2 separate regions of the Mus musculus genome follow, and region 1 is linked to region 2. Evidence: chromatin contacts called from public promoter capture Hi-C data. All regions are on one chromosome and are shown on one strand. Each heading gives the region's core, a stretch centred on a gene start, on an enhancer-like site or on the middle of the called end of the contact. The rest is flanking DNA. Distances are from core to core; before and after follow the strand shown. Region 1 has its middle 18 kb from the start of Gm34548. Region 2 overlaps Gm34490 (a long non-coding RNA gene).

The links. Promoter capture Hi-C pulls out the DNA fragments that hold promoters and counts their contacts.
Region 1: a promoter capture Hi-C map of trophoblast stem cells shows a contact between it and region 2, with 2.7 times the contacts expected there. The contact joins two enhancer-like sites. A contact is called at or near these places in 5 of 39 promoter capture datasets (HPC-7-derived erythroid cells, cranial neural crest, hematopoietic stem and progenitor cells and 2 more), 1 of 15 datasets of contacts at CTCF or cohesin (large pre-B cells), 4 of 484 Hi-C or Micro-C datasets (the F1.1 cell line, the HPC-5 cell line, bone marrow-derived macrophages and 1 more) and 1 of 115 datasets of contacts at active chromatin or transcription factors (extraembryonic endoderm stem cells).

Annotation. Positions count from the first base shown.
Region 1 is chr3:104,696,796-104,700,828 of GRCm38.p6, reverse strand. No RefSeq gene overlaps it. Among named protein-coding and RNA genes, the nearest start is that of Gm34548, 18 kb to the right of the region's middle. Within about 2 kb of position 1,793, at least 8 of the 459 cell types and tissues checked have an H3K27ac peak or open chromatin away from gene starts, as enhancers often do. A contact at or near this core is called in trophoblast stem cells, where this site is marked.
Region 2 is chr3:104,565,422-104,569,256 of GRCm38.p6, reverse strand. Gm34490 (a long non-coding RNA gene) reads right to left here. Exons shown (of 3, transcript XR_375933.3): 2 at 508-725. Among named protein-coding and RNA genes, the nearest start is that of Gm34490, 12 kb to the right of the region's middle. Within about 2 kb of position 1,461, at least 18 of the 459 cell types and tissues checked have an H3K27ac peak or open chromatin away from gene starts, as enhancers often do. A contact at or near this core is called in trophoblast stem cells, where this site is marked.

The DNA of each region.
Region 1 (4,033 bases), core at 544-3,043, 130 kb before region 2:
TAAAGAAGATAACCAACCAGGGTCAGCAGGCAGAAATGATGCTCCAATCACTAATCATCAGGCAAATGTAAATCAAAATCGATTCACAGCCACTAGAGGTTGGGCGTGGGCGTAGGCTTGGCAGTGGTAGAGAGCCAGCCTGCTTCATGGTTCTGGGTCTAAAACACAAACAAACAGAACAAAAACACAAAAACACAAATAGTGTTGACTGTGGAGAAATTAGCACTCTGGCACACTGCTGGTGGGAAGCAAAGAGCCACGGCTATTGTGCAGTTTTCCAGAGATTCTTGGAAGGAAAAGAAATGGATTCCTATGTAATTCAGCTGTTACACGTCTACATATAAATACAAAAAAAAGTGAAAGTAAGATTAAAACAAAAAAATTCTGGGTTTTCCAGACATGATTTCACTGTGTAGCCCTGGCTGTTCTGGAACTCACTCTGTAGGCCAGATTGTCCTTAAACTCGTAGAAATCCACCTGCCTCTGACTCTCTGTGCTGAGATTAAACCTGGCTAAAGTTTTATTTTTAAGATTTATTTAGCTTTATTCTATGTATATGTGTCTGCCTGCATGCAGTTCCCTGGAATTGAAATTACAGAGGGTTATAGATGGGTGCTTTGTTTGTTTGTTTGTTTGTTTATTCCAGCTCTGCTAGGATGTGAAAAAGTAGCCTTACGGTCCTTTGCCAAATGGAAGAACAAGACTCACCCTCCCTGGGTACCCTTTGAACTCTCTTCCCCACCCCAGATATTCCACCTGAAAAAGCTGGACTTCCATTCACCCTACCAGGAGAGAACAAAGTGCCTCGCTTTCTTGTTAGTGCTAGGGGCTATGGACACAGAGAGTTAGAGCTTCCCCATAACGTCAGGGCCATATGAGAAACACGTGATTAAACTCACAGGTGCCTAGAAAGGACCCTGAATCCTTTCTGCCCAGCTGTGAGTGGCAGCAGAGACTGGCTAGGGAAGCTAGCCTTCCTTGGACAATACCAAGTCGCTCTCTCTCTCTCCCTTCTCCCTTGACAGTGTCACAGGAGGCTTGCTGCAACAGGAGAGTTAAAGAGCGTTGTATCAAAAGTCCATGTTTCCATCAAAGACCACTTAAGCTGCTGTTGAGCAACAACTTACGTTTATAAACCTGCCCCAGTTTCCCCATGTTCCAAGGGAATTAGAAAACAGAAATTGGTAAAGGCAAATGAACTCCCATTTGGGCTTAACCGAAATGAGAGGGACTTCTGGTTTCGCTCTGCCCTTCCCAGTTTGACTGTGTTGATGAAGCAGAACTTTGAAATCTCTTCCAGGGAAGAAAGGCCACCTTCTGAACCTGGGTGTGGTGACTCCTCTTCCTGCCTGAGATTTCTCTGGAAACTTTTCTTTAGGGGCCACTGCTCTAGGCCTCTGTTGCAGTGCCACTAGCAAGCAGGCCTTTCTAAAAGAAAAGCCAAGGCTTTGCTCAGTGTGACTCTTCAATACAGTCCAGAGAATAACCTACAAGATTTTTATATTTATACTTTTATATTTTTACTTTTTCATGAGTAAGTTTAAGTATATAGCAAGCCAAAGTGAAAGAATAGAAAGTAAGTGATAGGTGATAGACAGACAGACAGACAGACAGACAGACAGAATAGCATCATTGTCCTAGGTGCTCACTACACACTGCAGGAACCAACTGGGGAAGTTGAGGCAATCAGCTGGGGTTCCCAGTTGTGCTTTCTCTCCATGGCTGTTTCCGTCCCATGGCTGAGCTTCTGCCTTCTCTTTCGCAGACTAGACGCTTAAATACCACCAATAAAGAACAGTGACCTGGGGGCCTGGAGAGATGACTCAGCAGTTAAGAGCACTGCCTGCTTCTCCCTGGCTGGCCTCCTGATTTTAAGGATATAGCATCTTTTCTCTTGCAGCTCTTTCTCCTTGTTACAGATTCAGAAGACATTTTGAGACAAACCTACTTGGGTCTGAAATGGGGAGTCAGGCAACCCCAGTTTCCAGAGCCTGCTTCTCAGGGAGCTCAAATAACATAAGCAGTTTATCAGTTTAATGTATGTTGCTATGACCTCACTGGGCACAGGATTTAAACTCAAAGTATCCCTGTGTGAGCACTGTATAACCTTGTTTAATAAACTTTAGATAGTCTACCATGGGTAAACTTTAAAATAAGCATTTTTTTTTTTAAATCACTTGTACCTACATTTAGGAAAAGCTCAGCATGAATGAGGAAAGATTGAAGGAAGATAGACAAGAAATGAAGAGTCTGGGGCAGGAACAAGGCCCCTGGTCCTGGGGTCTAACTTCCTGTTATCTTGGAGTCGAAATTTCAACCCAACTGATAAAATTGAAATTGCCTCCAGAGATAGCGCTCCCTAATGTCCTTGTAAATAAGGATGTTAAAACCAACAATCTAAGCTTATGTGGCCACAGTGTTTGCACTTGTGACTTTAGCAGAGTCTAAACCTCCTTTCGTCCCTAAAACCTAAACAATGCACCTCAGAAAGCTGCCTTTTCCTCATTTGCTGAAGGAACTTCCTTGGAGGAAAGTCAACTGACTCATACATTTTCACCTTCCTTTGAAATGCTACCTCACCTTTAAGCTTTGGTTAATCTTTAAATGTTGTTACAAATTACATCCCCTGAACAATGTGCCTTAGAGAGCCATGGGATGATACTGTTACCAGAGGTTCTAGAAGACCAGCCTGGGCGCTGGCAGCTGCAACAAGCTAAGCCCAACCCACCCTCAATATGGTAATTAATTAAAAGAGAAGCAGAGAAGAGGTTTATCCAATGTGACCATATGGGAAAGAATAAACAGAGGGGATCCAGTAACCCCGAAGTTGGTCTGGAAAGTGCTGGCATGAGGTTTAGTTTTAACCTGGGTCAAGAGCTGAGCAGAACTTAGCAGTTCTGGACAAGGGCTGCTCTGACTGTGCAGAACTAAGTCGTTCTGGGACGAGGGGTGCTCTTATTCATCTCAGACCCATCCTTGTCTCTGCTCCAGTTTTTCCTGCAGGTGGTCAGGAGTTGCCAACGCATAGTGGCACAGCCGGCCCTAGCAGCCATTATAATAGGGTTTTAGTGAGCATCCATGAGCACAGTTAAACAAAAAGCCAGATGGAGATTATTTAGAACATAAACATTCATTCAAACACACACACACACACACACACACAGACACACATGCACGCACGCACGCACGCATACGCACACACTTTCCTGCGGGTGGACTTAACAGCCATAAAGCGGGACTAAGAGAAACAGACTTCTGAATGGATAAGAGAAGACAGCACAGCTGGAAAAGGACCTAAAGAAACAGTGGTGGCCAGACAGTGGTGGCACACCCCTTTAATCCCAGCACTCGGGAGGCAGAGGCAGGCGGATTTCTGAGTTTGAGGCCAGCCTGGTCTACAAAGTGAGTTCCAGGATGGCCAGGGCTATACAGAGAAACCCTGTCTCGAAAATCCAAAAGAAAGAAAGAAAGAAAGAAAGAAAGAAAGAAAGAAAGAAAGAAAGAAAGAAAGGAAGGAAGGAAGGAAGGAAGGAAGGAGAAAAGGAAAGAAAAAAGAAAGAAAGCAACAGACATAAACCTATAGCTTTAAGAACCCCCCAAATATGACAACCCCCCAAGAAATCTATACCAAGACACAATTTCATGGTCAAACTTCTGAAAACAAAGAGGGAAAGTCTTAAACGCAGGAGCAGAAGCACCAGGATCTACCAGAGAAAACCATCTGGATGGCAGCAGCGCTCACCAAAAACTATTTCAGGAACTGAAAGAAGTGCCCCCGCCCAACCCCACCAAACTTTATATTCAGCAAAACCATCTTTAAGGGTGAAGAGGAGAAGGGTGTGGTCTGAGCACAGGAAAGCTGAGCCAGTAAGATGATTGGGGGCCAACCTGGGCTACATAACAAGACCCTGTTTCAAAACTCCAAATAATACAGCTATGTACCTATGATAGTACACGCTTATAATCTCAGCACTTCAGAGGCCAAGGCAGAAAGATCGGGAATTCAGGGTCAGCCTGAGCTACATACATATAA
Region 2 (3,835 bases), core at 212-2,711:
GGAGTTCTCTGTGTATCCCTTGCTATCCTAGAATTCACTGAGTAGACCAGGCTACCCTCTAACTCAGCCTCCCAAATTCTGGGATTGAAGGCTGACACCACTGCCACCTGGCTATTTATTTGTGCATTGTTATAGACTTGATTCTAGAAGCAGCTCTAGAGGTGAGAGCATGTAATCCTCAAATCTGGGACAGAGAGAAGGAGATTTACCTCAAGACTCTTGTCTCCAAAAATCCAGAATGAGTAGATGATAAACTGAGCAGAGAGATATAGGGTTGGATGTTGGACCAGCATGATGGCCTCCTGGGGTTCCGTCCTTTCCCAGCCCACTTGCCCCTTCCCTTTTGACTTTGCATTGTGAAGTTGTCACTTAAAAATCTCTGCTTACCAAGCACCCCTCAACCACGTTATCTAATCTAAGCAGGTCATTGTGCACGTGTCTTCTCATTACCTCTGCTCTTCCTCGTCTCCCACCAGCACACAAATCTTGTTGAAACAGACAACTTACCTGGCTTAGGACCAGAATTAAGGTGGTGTGACGGCTATGTGACCTGGCGCCAGGCAGTGAAGGGTTGGGGATTCCTCTTCCTCCCTTGGGACCCTGGTGGTGGTCAGTGGTCGGAGGAAGTGCTTCTGCTCCTCGCTGGCCTACTTTTTGCCTCGGTGACCTTTGACACACTGCTCTGCCCTGAGCTTCGGTTTGGACAGAATTCCAGGTCATCCTTCCTTCCCCAGCAGATGCGAAGACCAGAAAAGAGAAAAGGGCAAGAATGAGTCTCAGGCAGAGCAGTGGGGCCTCTGGCTATGGTGCCTTTTCTTTTTCTTACCTTTTCCTGTCTCCCCCCACCTCTGGGTGAATCTTATTAATTTATTTTTACTTTATAAAATAGAAAAAAATTATAAAAATTTTAAAAAATATATAAAATTTTATAAAAATTTGAACTCTATAAAACCTGCTTTTTCCAGGCAAGGTGGCTCTGGTCTGTAATCCCAGTACCAGGAAGGTGGGAGGCAAGTCTGTGCAACATGAACCAAGTAGGGGTGTTTTGTTTTTTAAACGTTTTATTGATTTTTTTTTTGTGAATTTCACACCATATACCCCAATCCCACTCATCTCTCTGTCCCTTCGTATCTGCCCTCTGCCCTTGCACCCTCCCCCCCAAACCAAATGTCTTTTTTAGTAAACTAATTTATGAAACGAAATGAAGCTCTATATTATATGATTCCTGCCTCCCACAGCACATTATAAACTGTAAAAAAGAAAAAAAGAATATTTGGTGCACTGTGTACTTCTCTGACTTCTAAGTCGTGCTTGAATTCCAGAGAAGAGCTCTGATTCTCTAGTTTGGAATTAGGCAAGCTTTTCCTGGAGCTTGCCCCAGGCAGCAGGGTAAAGGCTGAGAGCTGAGGGCTGAAGGCAAGACTTCCCTCCTGCAAGGGGACCTAGGGGCAGACACCTGAATGGATGGTGACTGTCCTTCGGGGGTGGAACTGCTCAGATACCCTGAGGCATAGCCAGGCAGGCGCATCATGGGGCCACACTAGTAATCTCAGCACTAGGGAAGTGGATACACAAGTTTGAATCCAGCCTGGGCTACATAATGAGACTCTGTCAAAAGAAGAAAGAAGGAAGAAAGTATAAAACACACAGAGAACCAAACAGACACTGCTACTGAAGCCTCACGTAACAGTGCGTGAGGTAGTCCCAGCTACCTCAGAGGCTGAGACAGAAGGATCACTGAACCCAGGAGTTCAAGGCCAGTCTAGATACCACAGCATCTCAAAATATAAATAAACTAGAATAATTATTATTATAGTAAGTCACCTCACTAGGTATTTATATGCTTCTCTAGGGAGAGGCCAACAGAAGATTGAAAGTCAACTTCAGCCCAGTATATTTTGCTTGATTGTTTGTCTGTCTGTCTATTAGACCCAGGGTCTTACTACAATAGCCCAGGCTAGCCTCTAACTCCTAAGCAATCCTCTGCCTCAGCTGCTGAGGGCTAGAATTACAGCTACGTGGTACACACTCAACTTCAAGCCACTGTTTGTTTGTTTGTTTGTTTTTAAAGTCGTTTTACAGCATTTACTATCTCTTTAAATGTTTTGTATTTATATTTTATTTATAGGTATGGTACATACATTTTAAATTTTTGAATTAGTGGGAAATTCTTTTTTAAAAAATTTAATTGGCTATGCATGGTGGCAAATACTTTTAATCCCAGCATTCAGGAGGCAGGAGCAAGTGTATCTCTGTGAGTTAGCAAGTGTATCTCTGTGAGTTCAAGGCCAGCCTGGTCTACAAAGTGAATTCCAGGAGAGTCAGAACTGTTACACAATAAAACCCTGTCTCAAAAAACAAAATAAATAAGTAAATAAGTAAATAAATAAATAGATAGATAGATGCCTCCACTCTTTGCCAGCAGTAATAACAACAAGCTGGGCATAGTGGTTGCACATCTGTAAATCCCAGTGCTTGGGGGACAGAGGCAGCAGTTCATGAGCTACATAGTTGAGACTCTTTTTTTTGGGGGGGGGGGTGTTCGAGACAGGGTTTCTCTGTATAGCCCTGGCTGTCCTGGAACTCACTTTGTAGACCAGGCTGGCCTCAAACTCAGAAATCCGCCTGCCTCTGCAGGGATTAAAGGCGTGCGCCACCACACCCGGCTCCATAGTTGAGACTCTTAAAAAACACAACACAAGACAAACCCAAAATGATTCTGACGAAAGAGCTCTAAGACACACTGACCACGAAATGAGGCTACAGCTAACCTACGGAACAGGGCTGCTACCGAGCCGGAGAGAGAATCCATAACAGTTTAAATCAAGCTTCCTGTGCCCATCAAGGTGCTCAGTTTCTCTACAGGCTGCTTCCGCCCATCCCTCCTTACACACTTAATCCACTAAATCACCCTGGCTGTCACGGAGAGCAGTGGAGAGCAACACGCAGCCGCTCTCCGAACTGCGCACCAGCTTCCAGCCACAATGGCCAATTTGGTGTGTCCATTTCAGCCCATTTTCAAATTAAAGTTTCATTACTGCTGCTATTAAGTTGTTCCCTTAAGGAGGGGGGAAAGAAAAGGGAGGTCTTGGAAAGAGTAAGCCGGGAGTGGGCCTCCCGAAGCGACTGGCCACTTTAGGCAGATCGCTTTGCAAAATGCAATGGGTGATGTGTGGTTCCTGGGTAGGGCATCTGGCCACCTTCACTTCAGCAAACTGCTGATTCCCAGGTTCTGGCTCTGACTGGACTGCCAGAGACCTGACAGATGGCTAACATCCTCCCATTCTCCCTTTCCTGTCTTTATACTCTGTCTCTCCTCTTGCCCTGAAAATGGCCAGGAAAAGGAGTTTCTCTTTCATGCCCTGGAGGGTTGAGACACTCTTGCCTTCTTTCCTTCCTAAGTTTAATGCCGCAGACTTGTCCTGGCCAGGCCAGAGAAGGTTGCATCACAGATGCTGCTGCTGCTGCTGCTATATTTAACCCCCACATGCCTTTCAATCAGAGCAGGCCATGCGATGAAAAACAGCCGTGACAAACTGCTGCGGGTATCTTCTGGAGAAGAAAAACATTGAATTTTAAAGCTGTGTATGCTTTTGTCTTGCAGTACGTTTCTCTGGGGACTAAATTTCCTCGCCCGCTTTCTGAATCCTGTCTGAGGGGGGCAGGGGTAGGTAGTTCAGTTAGCCTCTAACTGTTAGACAGTGCAGGTGCACAGGCTTTGAGTTGACACCACCGCAAAACAATGAAATAACTTAAATAAGAGTTAAGGAAATGTGGGTGTTTACTCTTCGGGCTGTCAAACAGCCCCTGAGAGGAGTCTAAATAACCAGGAGAC